Linked DNA regions of Sus scrofa: region 1 is linked to region 2. The links are chromatin contacts, called in public HiChIP or PLAC-seq maps. All regions are on one chromosome and are shown on one strand. The core of a region is the stretch at or near the end of the contact, and the rest is flanking DNA. Distances in the headings are between cores, read along the strand shown. Region 1 has its middle 30 kb from the start of IL7. Region 2 overlaps LOC106510042 (a long non-coding RNA gene).

Region 1 (5,728 bases), core at 3,015-5,514, 190 kb before region 2:
AGAATGCTCTTACAACACATTCTTTGATGTTCTCTAACAGCTGAGTCTGTGCTTTATTTTATTGTTGATTTGTTTTGAGACAATTTGCTTCAGTTATTTTCCAGGAAAAATTTCTTTTAAATAGATTCTCAAACGTATAATCGTAGGGTTGAATACTTTATATGAATTTAATAACTTCCCTGGGAACTGAAGGGGAATTACCTGTAGATATATATTATTTCATATATTTATAATTCTCTCTCTTTGTGCTATTTACAGGACACTTTTTGTAGCCCACATTGTGAACATATACAAATGAAATAAAGCATTATTCCCTCTTTCAAAAAAAAATTATATTGGAATTTAGTTACTTATAATGTTGTATTTATTTATACTACTGAACATTATAGTTCCTATTAAAAATTCTTCTCTTTCCTGGAATAAATCTTTTTCAAAAAATATGCTTAGTCTATGTTTTGCATGCTCTGTTTTATTTTAAAGCTATTTTATTTTAAAATAAAACACAAGTGAAACAAAAAGGAAGATAGAGATTAATGAGTTATTATAAACAGAATATTTTAAAAATCACTTTAGTAAGGTATTGTTGATATTATAAAATCTGTATATAATTAAGAGTATGGGAATAGGTAGACACCCATGAAATTATCACCACCTTCAAGGTCATAAGCGTATCTTCACCTCTCAAAGTTTTCTCTTACCCCCTTTATTATTATTAGTGTATTTATTTATCTATAATAAGAGCATTTAACATAAATCTGCTCTCTTGCTGAGTTTTATTTATTTACTTTTACTTTTTCGGCTGTGCCCATGGCATGCAGAAATTCCTGAGCCGGGGATCGAACCCTCACCAGAGCATACACTGCAGGGACAACACCTGATTCTTAACTTGGTGCACTACAAGAGAACTCCCGAGTTTTAGGTACACGATCCAGTATTAGTTAAAGGCACTATGCAATTTAGATCTCAAGAACCTATCTATCTTACGTAATTGAAATAAAATGAATTCTCTCGTAACCATTACTTAGGTCAAGAAATAGAACTTTAGCAGCCTTCCCAGAAGCCCCTTCATTTTGTTGTTTTTTTGAATTTTATTTTTTATTGGAGTATAAATGACATAACATTGTATTAGTTTTATTTTATTTTATTTTATTATTTTAGGGTCACACCTATAGCACATGGAGGTTCCCACGCTAGGGGTCATATTGGAGCTGTAGCCACCAGCCAATGGCACAGCCACAGTAACGCCAGACATGAGCCACCTCTGTGACTTACACCCATAGCTCACGGCAATGCCGGATCCTTAACCCACTGAGCGAGGCCAGGGATGGAACCTGCCTCTTCATGGATACTAGTCGAGTTTGTTACCACTGAGCCACAGTGGAAATTCCACCATCATATTAGTTTAGGTGTACAACCTAAAGATTTAATATATGCAGCCTTTGTAAAATGACTACCACAGTAAGTTTAGTTAAATTCCATCACCTCGCATAGTTACACTTTTTTATTCTTGTGACGAGCGCTTTTAAGATCTACTCTCCTAGTAACTTTCAGATATATGATACATTATTATTACCTATAGCCACCATCCTGTACATTGCATCCCCAGGACTTACTTGTCTTATTTTCCCATCTTAATCATGGCTCTTCTCCTTCCGAAAGTACCCATTACCCACTACCCTGACTTTGCTTTTTCTATGATTTTATCACCCAAGAGTGCATGCCCACTTTTTAAAACTTTACATGACTTTTTACTGTTTTTAATCTACACGTTCTTTTCCCTTGGCTTTCTTTCCATTATAATAAATATCCCAAAGATCCTGGGGAAATGGACCTATAAAATTTTTTTGCAGATCACCATATTTATTGTCTGCATTTCCTGTAAATTGGCAACTGGATCCAGATGCTTAATCTGTTGTGAGTCCCTTGGCAAGATCATAGCCATAGCGTGTTCATTAGAAATCTTTATTTCTGAATGTTTTGCTCTCTCTACGTGATAGGGGAAAATGCAGCAAACCTCACTAGGAGTGTGTTATGTGAGTTCCACTGCATGTGAATTGCTGGTGACAGGTTGGGGGTGGATTTTGTGTATGTTTTGTGTATGTAAAGGAGGACTTTGATTCTGCATTATTCACCTGCATGCACAAGGCAGGTGTCATAGGCTGAATATTTGCGTTCCCTCAAAATTCGTATGTTGAACTCCCAGTGTGGTGGTAGGTATTTGGAGGTGGTGTTGGGGACGTGATTAGATTTCAATAGAGTCACCAGGATGGAACCCTCATGATGAAATTAGTGGCCTTATGGGAAGAGGAGGAGAAAGCACTCAGATCAAGGAACAGTCCTGTGAGCACAGTGAGAAGGTGAGGTGGGGGAGAACCTTTGTGACACTCACCCTGCCAGCACCCTCATCTTTGATTGCCAGCTTACAGACCATGGGAAAATAAATGCCAGTTGTTTAAGCCACTCAAAATATTGTGTTTTGTCATAGCAGCCCAAGGAAACTAAGACAGAGGTGGGAAGTCAGGTTGGAGATAAGTTACACACCTAAGGACGTTCAGTTTGGTGGGGCCACGTGTTTTGCTTTGTTTTGCTTTTCCCTGTTTCTTGCATCACCACATTTGCAGTCTGTAAAAATTGCTCACCCTTGCTTCCAGAGTCTCTAGGTAATGAGATTACCTTCCTCTCTGCCATGTTAGAGAAATATGTTACTTTAAAGAAGGGTGTTATCATTAAACAAACAGTAATAAAATTCTAAAGCATGGGTATTCATTTTCTGCACTTGCTTAGCCTCGGGCGGCCAAAATCTGTTTCTTGTAAGGCCTCCTCTGCTAACAGTCCTGTTCTCCACTTACTCACTCTTAGTGAGAATTGGCAAAATTGGCTTTAGTTACTTCTCTGGAAACTGCACATTTTCAGGAAGGGAAGTTGTTCATCAACCTTTGATACTTTTCTTCACACTAATTAAGATTTATTGCATTTGGTAGTGGTTTCTGCCAAAGATTTGTGAACTGGCAGTATTTATGAGTTACAGAACTGATAAACATTTTGTTTCTCATTTTTATTTTTTGGTTCTATCCAAAAGGAGGCCTTTATAAAGGATTCTCATAAGGCATCTGGCTATTTTTTTTCTTTCAAATAAAAGTGAGTGAGTAAAACATCAGTAAGACACGAGTATATGAACTATCAGACAGTTAACCCCTTATGCAGTAGTTCTCGAAGTGTGTTCCTCAGAACCCAGATCTACATCATGTTAATAGGAATTACAGGAGGCAGGGTTTTTCATGGGCAAATAAATGTTAATAACGCAAATGAAAGAAAATTATGGAGTTGCCATTGTAGCTCAGCAAGTTAAGAACCCGACCGGTATTCATGAGGATGTAGGTTCGATCCCTGAGTTAGCTCAGTGGGTTAAGGATCTGGTTTGCCACAAGCTGTGGGGTTGCAGATGTGGCTCCAATCCTGCATTGCTGTGGTTGTGGTATAGGCTGGCAGCTGCAGCTCCATTTCGACCCCTAGCCTGGGAAATTCTATACACTGCAGGTGAAGCCCGAATAGAAAAGAAAGAAAGAAAAGAAAATTAAACATGATTCTTTACTGTAGGACTTTTAGCACCTTTACTATGCAAAAAGGGCCTTGCGAGTATCTAAGACAGACATAGTATGCAGTGTTTCCCAGAACTTATTTGAATTCAGTACCTTTTTTTTTTTTCCTATAAAGTATCATGGAGGAAAAATAAATCTGTCGAACAGACTCTGTGAAACACTGTTCTAGCAGCCTCATTTCCTAATTGTAGGCGAAGAAGAAGAAAAGTCTTTTGTATGAAGCCTTGCAAGCTTAATCCTAAAACATCCTTCATTTCCCCTCCCTCTCTCTTCCTTTCTTCCCTCTGTTCATACAGCAAAAGCTTCAATGCCCATGATGTGCAATTTGTAACTGCTTACTTGACTCATGCTCATATATATAAAACTTTTAATATGCGGGAAATAATGTGTTTCTCTCTTACTTCCCAGGAATATTGTGAAAACCGGATGAAGCAACGCATATAAAGTGTTGTAAAAATCCCATTGCCAGACAATGAACCAGCACTATGGACCAGCATTTTTCAAATATGCTCTTGTAATACACTGACGTGTTGAGCTTCATTGTGAAATAGGTTGCCGGTTCTTACTATTTCCTAGGATATGATGTTATATAGTTTTTTCAGGGCAGTTCAGACTGTGTTTCAGGTTATACTTATCAGAACATTGTTGTCATTCACTTGATTTTTGACATGATTTCTTAAGTGGGAGAGAAAGGGGAAGAGCTCTGGCCAATCTCTTGGGCATCGCCCTGGGGATGGATTGTCTGTGTCATTGGTCTGTGGCTTGTGGGGAGAGCATGTAAAGATTGGAGAGCTTAAGTGGAAGACCCCGGGCCTGGGAAGAGTGAACGTTCATCATTTTAGTAAATGAAGAACAGTTTCCAAAGTGTATGATACAGTGGCTTGAAATTTTGCTGAGTCATGGATTTAATCACATGAGGCTGGATAATAGAGAATGAATCATACTTTGTGACTGAATGTAATAGGTCTTGACAGAAACATGATTTAAGAGATAGCTGGAAGCTTATGCAAATATTCTTTTGAATAACACAGGATGAAGGCAACTGCTTGGCTACCATGATTTCGCTGTGAGTGGAATATACATGTTTTAAGGGCAATGTTTATGTGCATAAAAGGATGTTAACTATGGCTTCACTTTGCCACCTTAGATTTTTCTTTTGGTGCTAAAGAATTTCATAGAGGAGAAGAGGCTATAAGCTGGCTGGAACTAATGGTCCAAGCAGATGAAATCAAAACTTCCTGCCAAATAGATATTGAGCACACAGACCCAGGGAAGAGAAGCCAACCTCAGCATTTAAATGCAAAGAGCATAGTGACTTTTCTACATGGTCACAATGCTGCAGATTTTATGATTATACACAGACTGGTTCTGCCTTTCTGGTAACCAAGGGTATCTAAATCAAGAACAAGTGCACTGTGCCTGCATCTTGGTACTTGAGTATATAAAATTGTGACATGGCACAACTTCTTTTGGGGAGATTTCTTCAGGGCATGCTCCCTTGCGGATAGCACCAGAAACACAAAGCCATATAGACTTTTTTTGTTCTCTACACTGAATTCCCCCTTATTTATCCTGGCTGGCTCATATTCTTTTGGATGCAGTAAAAATATAAAATAGATGACCAGGTCTTGTTATTCAAAATGCCTATTGGAAATCATGTTGCCAGCAAAACACATTTTATCTATGTCCACCAAGGGCTGCTGACTTTGTAGTGAAACTAGATATTTGGGGTGCCAAATATGCCAATAGATGCTTTAGAATTCAATGCATGTTGTCTGTTGAAACAACCCTCACCATGGTACTCAGCATCTCAGGAAAACTTACAGATCTTATTTATATATGGTATGTCTGATATCACTACTCTATTAATGGAAATGCAATGCTAATTATTGTTAATACATAATGTGCATGGGATTTTAAAGTTTACAGAATGTTTTTCTTAGACTTGCTCTCAATGTTTTTGTGGTAGAGAGTTTAGTTATACGCTTGGATGCAGGTATCCTAAAAGGCATTAGGCTTGGCTGAGGTTTTGTTGGAAGCTGAAAAGTGAGCCAAAGCTGGGCTGGGGACACTCCTCTTGCTCTTGGGGCTGGCTCAGTGGAGAGAAGTCAGATGGTGTTGATTCTATC
Region 2 (6,171 bases), core at 1,984-4,483:
CTGGGCTAAGGGTCACATTGGAGCCACAGTAACACCAGATCCAAGCCACATCTGTAAAACCATATCCTTAATCCACTGAGAGAGGCCAGGGATTGAACCCACATCCTCATGAACACTATATTGGGCTCTTAACCCACTGAGCCGTAACGGGAGCTCCTTTTATTTTAATAATAGAAATTGAAAAGAACACAAATGTGAGATTAACTGTCATATGTTGAGTATAAAAGACTGTTGATCTATTAAAGTAAAGATTATACATCAGTAGTGCCAGTAGGGGCTACCTTCAGTCCAAGTTTTCTTTTAACATTTTTCCCACCCAGTTGTTATTATATAATGATGTCATGTGTTTTTATAAAATTATTTTTTAATGTAACCACATTAGTAAACTTTTTTTTTTTTTTATAAACCTACTGGAGACTTGGAGAACAGATTTACGGTTGCCAGGGTGAGGGGGATGGAGTGGGATGGGCTGGGAATCTGGGGTTAGTAGATGCAAACTATTACATTTGGATAAGCAATGAGATCCTGCAGTATAGCACTGGGAACTATATCTAGTCACTTATGATAGAGCATGATGGAGGATAATGTGAGAAAAAGAATGTATATATGTATGTGTGACTGGGTCACTTTGCTGTACAGCAGAAAATTAACAGAATACTACAAACCAGCTATAATGGAAAAAATAAAAATCATTTTAAAAAATAAACCTATTGGATATTTAGTTAAGTCATTTGTAATTTTCATTATTCCATTTTATCTTTCTCATCTTTTGCAGATAATAATACCTTGTCTCTCCCTTTCATGTGTGTGTATGGGGGGGCGTCCTTTGTCATGTCTGTGTTTGTATGCAGTTTTATGTCTTATTGTTTTTGCAAAGTGAGCAAAACATTGGTGAATAATGGTAATAATAGGTGCTCTTGTATCATTCTACATTTTAAAGGAGGTAGTGTTTCACCAGTAAGTGCAATATTGGCTTTTGATTTGAAATAGATGCTTTATTTTATATTGATATAAAATAATTATATGGATAATTTTGAGGAAGTTTAATAGAAAATATTGAATTTGAGAATCTAATTCACTTTACAGAGATTATTTTTATTTCTTAATTTTCTTATAGCAAAGGTGTATTATAGGAAAAGATTTCACAATATTTAATCAATTTCCCCTTTTGAGGTAAATTATGTATGCAAATGATATATTATTCTTTCAAAACTGCTATTAAACTATGTTCATTAATATTATATTTAGAAATTTGTTAAATATACTTGAACTTTTTGGGTTTTGGCACAGCTTTTTATTTGACTTAAAATGTTCTCAAAACATTTATATAGCATGTATATAATCTATATTTCGAAAGTTTAAAAAAATTTGTAATAAAACTCTTGGGATTTAGAATGTTGAGAATTTATCAAGGGTATATCTTACATACATTACTAATTCCAATACATTAAATGCTCTTTTCAAGAAAATTACACTTTTAAGCCTTAAAATACATTTGTATGTCTTAGAATTTTTAAAAAATTCTTGAAACTTGTTGAAGATAGAAAAAAATCAGAGAATGTAATAGTCAGTATAATTGTTTTGTTGTTGTTTGTTTGTACTTTAATTTCTTCCTTGATAATATTTTCCAGAGAGCTTTTAGTTTTGCTGCTTTCTCAAAGAACCATCTCTTCAATTTATTAATTTGATTAATTTTCCTTGCATTCCTGTGTTCCTTTATTTTTTTATGATTTTCATATGATGTTTGAGTTATTCCTTTTATAAACGCTAGATTTTATTGCTTCTCTCTGTTCAAGTACTGAACATACTTGGAGTAGTGTCCTTTGTCTTCATATCCTATGTGTTTTTTCAAAGGAGGAGAAAGGAAAGCAGAAGAGAAAATCTTCCATCTTTCCACCTGCTAATAAGCAAGATGTTGTCTCTTGTCTAGGATATATGTTTTGGGCTTTCCTCTTTTGGAAATGTCACAGGATATTTCAGTTCCATTTCATCTGTTTAGGTAGCTTGGAGAGCAATGACTGACACCCACTGGGCAGCATGCTTTCCCCCCCAGAGAGATATTTGTGGTTTTTTGGCATGCTCACCAGCTGTGGTCTAAAAGGGCCAATGGGCTGAATGACTGAGGTTGGTGTTCAGGAGCTCTTCAAATGGCTACTTGAAGCAAAAAGGCTGTGCTCTAGTGATGTTAAATATAGGACATATGGGTTTCTATACATTGTATGTGTTAATCTAGCCAAGGGAACTATGTATGAATACATGGCCCTCATCCTGCCTGGTGCCAAGAAAGAATGAGTTAGAGGGAAAAACCCATAGGGCTAAGTTAGAAATATATGCTCATCCCTCTGCTATGCTCTCCATGATTACTTTTGTGGAAAATAGCCAAGGAAATACAAAAGTCGTAACAAATATTTCCCAATCTGAACTCTTCTACCTTCCTCTTAAGTTCTGACCATTGGAGAGAAAAATGTTTATTAGTTTTGTAGAAATTAAATACTTCCTTTTGCAGAAGGCAAGTGACAGGAGGCATAAGATGTAAACTTTTTTTTTTTTTTTGTCTTATTTTGTGATGTCTTGGGCCACTCCCAAGGCGTATGGAGGTTCCCAGGCTAGGGGTTGAATTGGAGCTGTAGCCACCGGCCTACGCCCACAGCCTCAGCAACGCAGGATCTGAGTCACGTCTGCAATCTACACCACAGCTCATGGCAACGCCGAATCGTTAACCCACTGAGCAAGGCCAGGGATCGAAACTGCAACCTCATGGTTCCTAGTCGGATTTGTTAACCACTGCGCCACGACAGGAAATCCTTTTTTTTTTTTTTTTTTTTGTATATAGCATTCAACAGAACTAGGGGAGACCCTATGAATAACTCAACTCTCAATTCCTTAAAACTGGATTCTATGACCTCTTAGCAATTTACAAATTACTTTTCATGATGAGGAAATGAATAATAATTAAGTGATAAACCTGAGAGTCAGAACTAGGCTTTACTTTAACGCTATCACTCATCAGCTTAGAAAATTTATCTAAGCTTCCATTTTTCTGAGTAATAAAATGAAGAAGATAACTGTTATTGTGATGATAACATGAGATTTTATATAAACTTTGTTAAATCATGCATTCAACATTATTTGTATCTTTTAATTAATTAAAGTGTTTGGCCACACCCACTGCATGTGGAAATTCCAGATCCGGAACCCAAATAGTTGCAGAAATAATGCCATGTAGTTATGCTGTAAGCCACAGGGGAAGTCCAACATTTATTTGTTAATAAGTATCAAGAGTTTAGCTCACTGCTGGAGATACCCCAAATCATACTTGCATTAAATTCACAATCTAGCACAGTCTTTGCATAAATTAAGCCCATATTAGTCAAGACTCCTTCAGTTGCAAGTGATAGGCATTCACCTTTAACCAAGTGATGTAAAAATTGGGGAAATTATTAAATCACCATGAAGAGAGAAGCAAGAGTATCTAGTTTATGACCCCAGAAGCTCAAGTTGCCTTTCCAACAGAGGAGGGGCTGTACTCAAATTCAGCTTCTCACTAGGTGCAATTCTGTTTTCCCAAATCCAAATTTCCTACAAAGTTCCTAGATGCTAGCAGCTGGCCTTCCCAGACCCTAGAAAGCTTGCACGTGGGCTCTGAGCACCAGATACCTGAGGCTGTCGTATTTATTCTCTAGACAAAACAATTCCCATGCTTGCAGGTCAGCATTCCTCTCCCAGGGTAGAGATCTTCAGTGTTTAGCAAAACCACAGCCTTTATACACATTTCCAGGTGATAAGAGAACAAGGGATCATGTGCCTCCTCTTGTAAAATATGTGCAAGTTTTTCCTAGTGAAATATCCTCTCCTAAGTCACTTGAAGTTGTACTAGTATGCTTTGTCCAGTTATCACATCACTAGAACCCAGCCACAGAAAGGGCAGGGGTTCATTCAGTCTCTTGTGAGGTACAAGGACTTTATCTTTTCTCACTGCTATATTATTTTCTTATTATCACTTCACTCTGTCTCTTGGTTTCATCTTCTAAGGTTCTTGTGGCCTACCTGAGCCTGAAATCATGGCTGTAAGCAGCACAGATCTTATATTGCTAGAGCTTTATACCAAAGCATGAAGGGAGAATTCTTTCCGATGATTCTCCTTATAATGAAAAAATGTGAAAAGGTACTCAAGCTAAAGCTATGTTCTGCACCCATACCTGGATAAGCTACTCTGTTAAAGGAGCAATCACTGGAGACACTCAGGGTCATGTGCTATCAATTGTACCTTAATATTCATTCAACAAATACAAGTGCCTACCATGAGCCAGGGACTGCTCTAGGACTTGGAGATATAAATGCGAATAATTAATGTTTGTTGTCCTCAAGTAACCCACTGTCTAGCTAGGAAAGACATGGTGCAATTTCTTGAATATTAACACTTTACCAGGCATGAAGGTTAGCATGCATTATCACCAAACTTCAAAAAATTTGGTGGAGGAGTTCTTACCATGACTCAGTGGTAATGAACCTGACTAGGATCCATGAGGATGTGGGTTCAATCCCTGTTCTCGCTCAGTGGTTCAAGGATCTGGCATTGCCATGAGCTGCGGTGAAGGTTACAGACGTGGCTCAGATCTGGCATTGCTGTGGCTGTGGCGTAGGCTGGCAGCTACAGCTCTGATTTAACCCCTAGCCTGGGAACTTCCAAATGCCATAGGTGCAGCCCTAAAAAGACGACAACAACAACAGAAATTGGTGGAATAGTTTTATTGTCACATTTTGATAGACAATAAGGAATAAAGGAACAGTTTATTCCAATAAAGGAATAAACTGAATCTTCAAGTGAATCCATCATTAGAAGCTACTCATTAAATGCAGTACTATGTGCTAGGTATGGTTCTTAGTTGTAGGGCTCAGAGGTGAGCAGAGTGATTAAATAACTTACTTTTGTTGTTATGTTTAGCTCATGTTTCACATAAAGCCCCTTCTCACATTCTGGGTTTTGCATCATTCAGAATTGACTTTTTTTTTTTTTTTTTTTTTTTTTTTTTTGCTTTTTAGGGCCACACCCAAGGGATATGGAGGTTCTCAAGCTAGGGGTCGAATCAGAGCTTCAGCTGCCAGCCTACACCACAGCCACAGCAATGCAAGATCTGAGCCATGTCTGTGACCTATACCACAGCTCACAGGAACGCCAGATCCTTAACCCATTGAGTGAGGCCAGGGATTGAACCCATAACCTCATGGTTCCTAGTAGGATTCATTTCTGTTGTGTGATGACGGGAACTCCAGAAATGACATAATAAACCGTTCTATCCCACATTAAAATGCAGTCTCTGTGGAAATATTAAAGTAGCAGAGCCAGAGCCATGATTTGAACCCCCACTTGTTTGGTTCCACCACACTGTGGGTTTTTGATCACAATCTGCCTTATGGAAGGGGTCTGAGAAGAGTCATTCATAGGATGTCCATGACTGATAACTTGCTGATAACATCTTTTTGGAATGTACCTTTAAGTCAATGGAAAGAATCACGAAAAGAGTTATTTCAACTGAAGAACGGGCTAAGTTTTTTCTTTTTTTTCATGATTAATATCTGTTCAAAGCAGTCACTCTTATTACAATATATGATCTCTTTTGTTTTAACTAATTCAAGGTCAGTTTGAGGCTGAGCTAAGAATTCAGTTCCCTGGGATCCCACCTCCATATCACGGCCACCCCCACAGCTTTGTACACAGGGCCATTTGGTCTTGCTCCTAGGTGTTTAAATAGGTAACTGCTGCAAGAGATCTAAGTGAAACAGTAGGGAGGTTTCCGTCCTCCTTTATCCAGGAAAAAGAAGTAGCAAGATGAAAGACTTAATTAGAAGATTACAAAGAGATTTTTTTTTTTTTTTGCCATTTCTTGGGCCGCTCCTGCGGCATATGGAGGTTCCCAGGCTAGGGGTCAAATCGAAGCTGCAGTCACCAGCCAACATCGCCACAGCAATGCTGAATCCCAGCCGCGTCTGCAACCTACACCACAGCTCACGGCAACGCCAGATCCTTAACCCACTGAGCAAGGCCAGGGATTGAACCCGCAACCTCATGGTTCCTAGTCGGATTCGTTAACCACTGCACCATGACGGGAACTCCCTACAAAGAGATTTTTTTTAAAAGCAGGTTTTACCAGAGGATAGGACACTGGGATA

What was found. HiChIP or PLAC-seq counts read pairs in DNA pulled down with a chosen protein or histone mark.
Region 1: a contact with region 2 is called in an H3K27ac HiChIP or PLAC-seq map of alveolar macrophages. The contact joins two enhancer-like sites. A contact is called at or near these places in 1 of 47 Hi-C or Micro-C datasets (embryonic fibroblasts) and 1 of 2 datasets of contacts at active chromatin or transcription factors (alveolar macrophages).

Annotation. Positions count from the first base shown.
Region 1 is chr4:57,652,732-57,658,459 of Sscrofa11.1, reverse strand. No RefSeq gene overlaps it. Among named protein-coding and RNA genes, the nearest start is that of IL7, 30 kb to the left of the region's middle. Within about 2 kb of position 4,264, at least 3 of the 83 cell types and tissues checked have an H3K27ac peak or open chromatin away from gene starts, as enhancers often do. A contact at or near this core is called in alveolar macrophages, where this site is marked.
Region 2 is chr4:57,457,608-57,463,778 of Sscrofa11.1, reverse strand. LOC106510042 (a long non-coding RNA gene) reads left to right here. Exons shown (of 7, transcript XR_002343242.1): 7 at 1-669. Among named protein-coding and RNA genes, the nearest start is that of IL7, 220 kb to the left of the region's middle. Within about 2 kb of position 3,233, at least 3 of the 83 cell types and tissues checked have an H3K27ac peak or open chromatin away from gene starts, as enhancers often do. A contact at or near this core is called in alveolar macrophages, where this site is marked.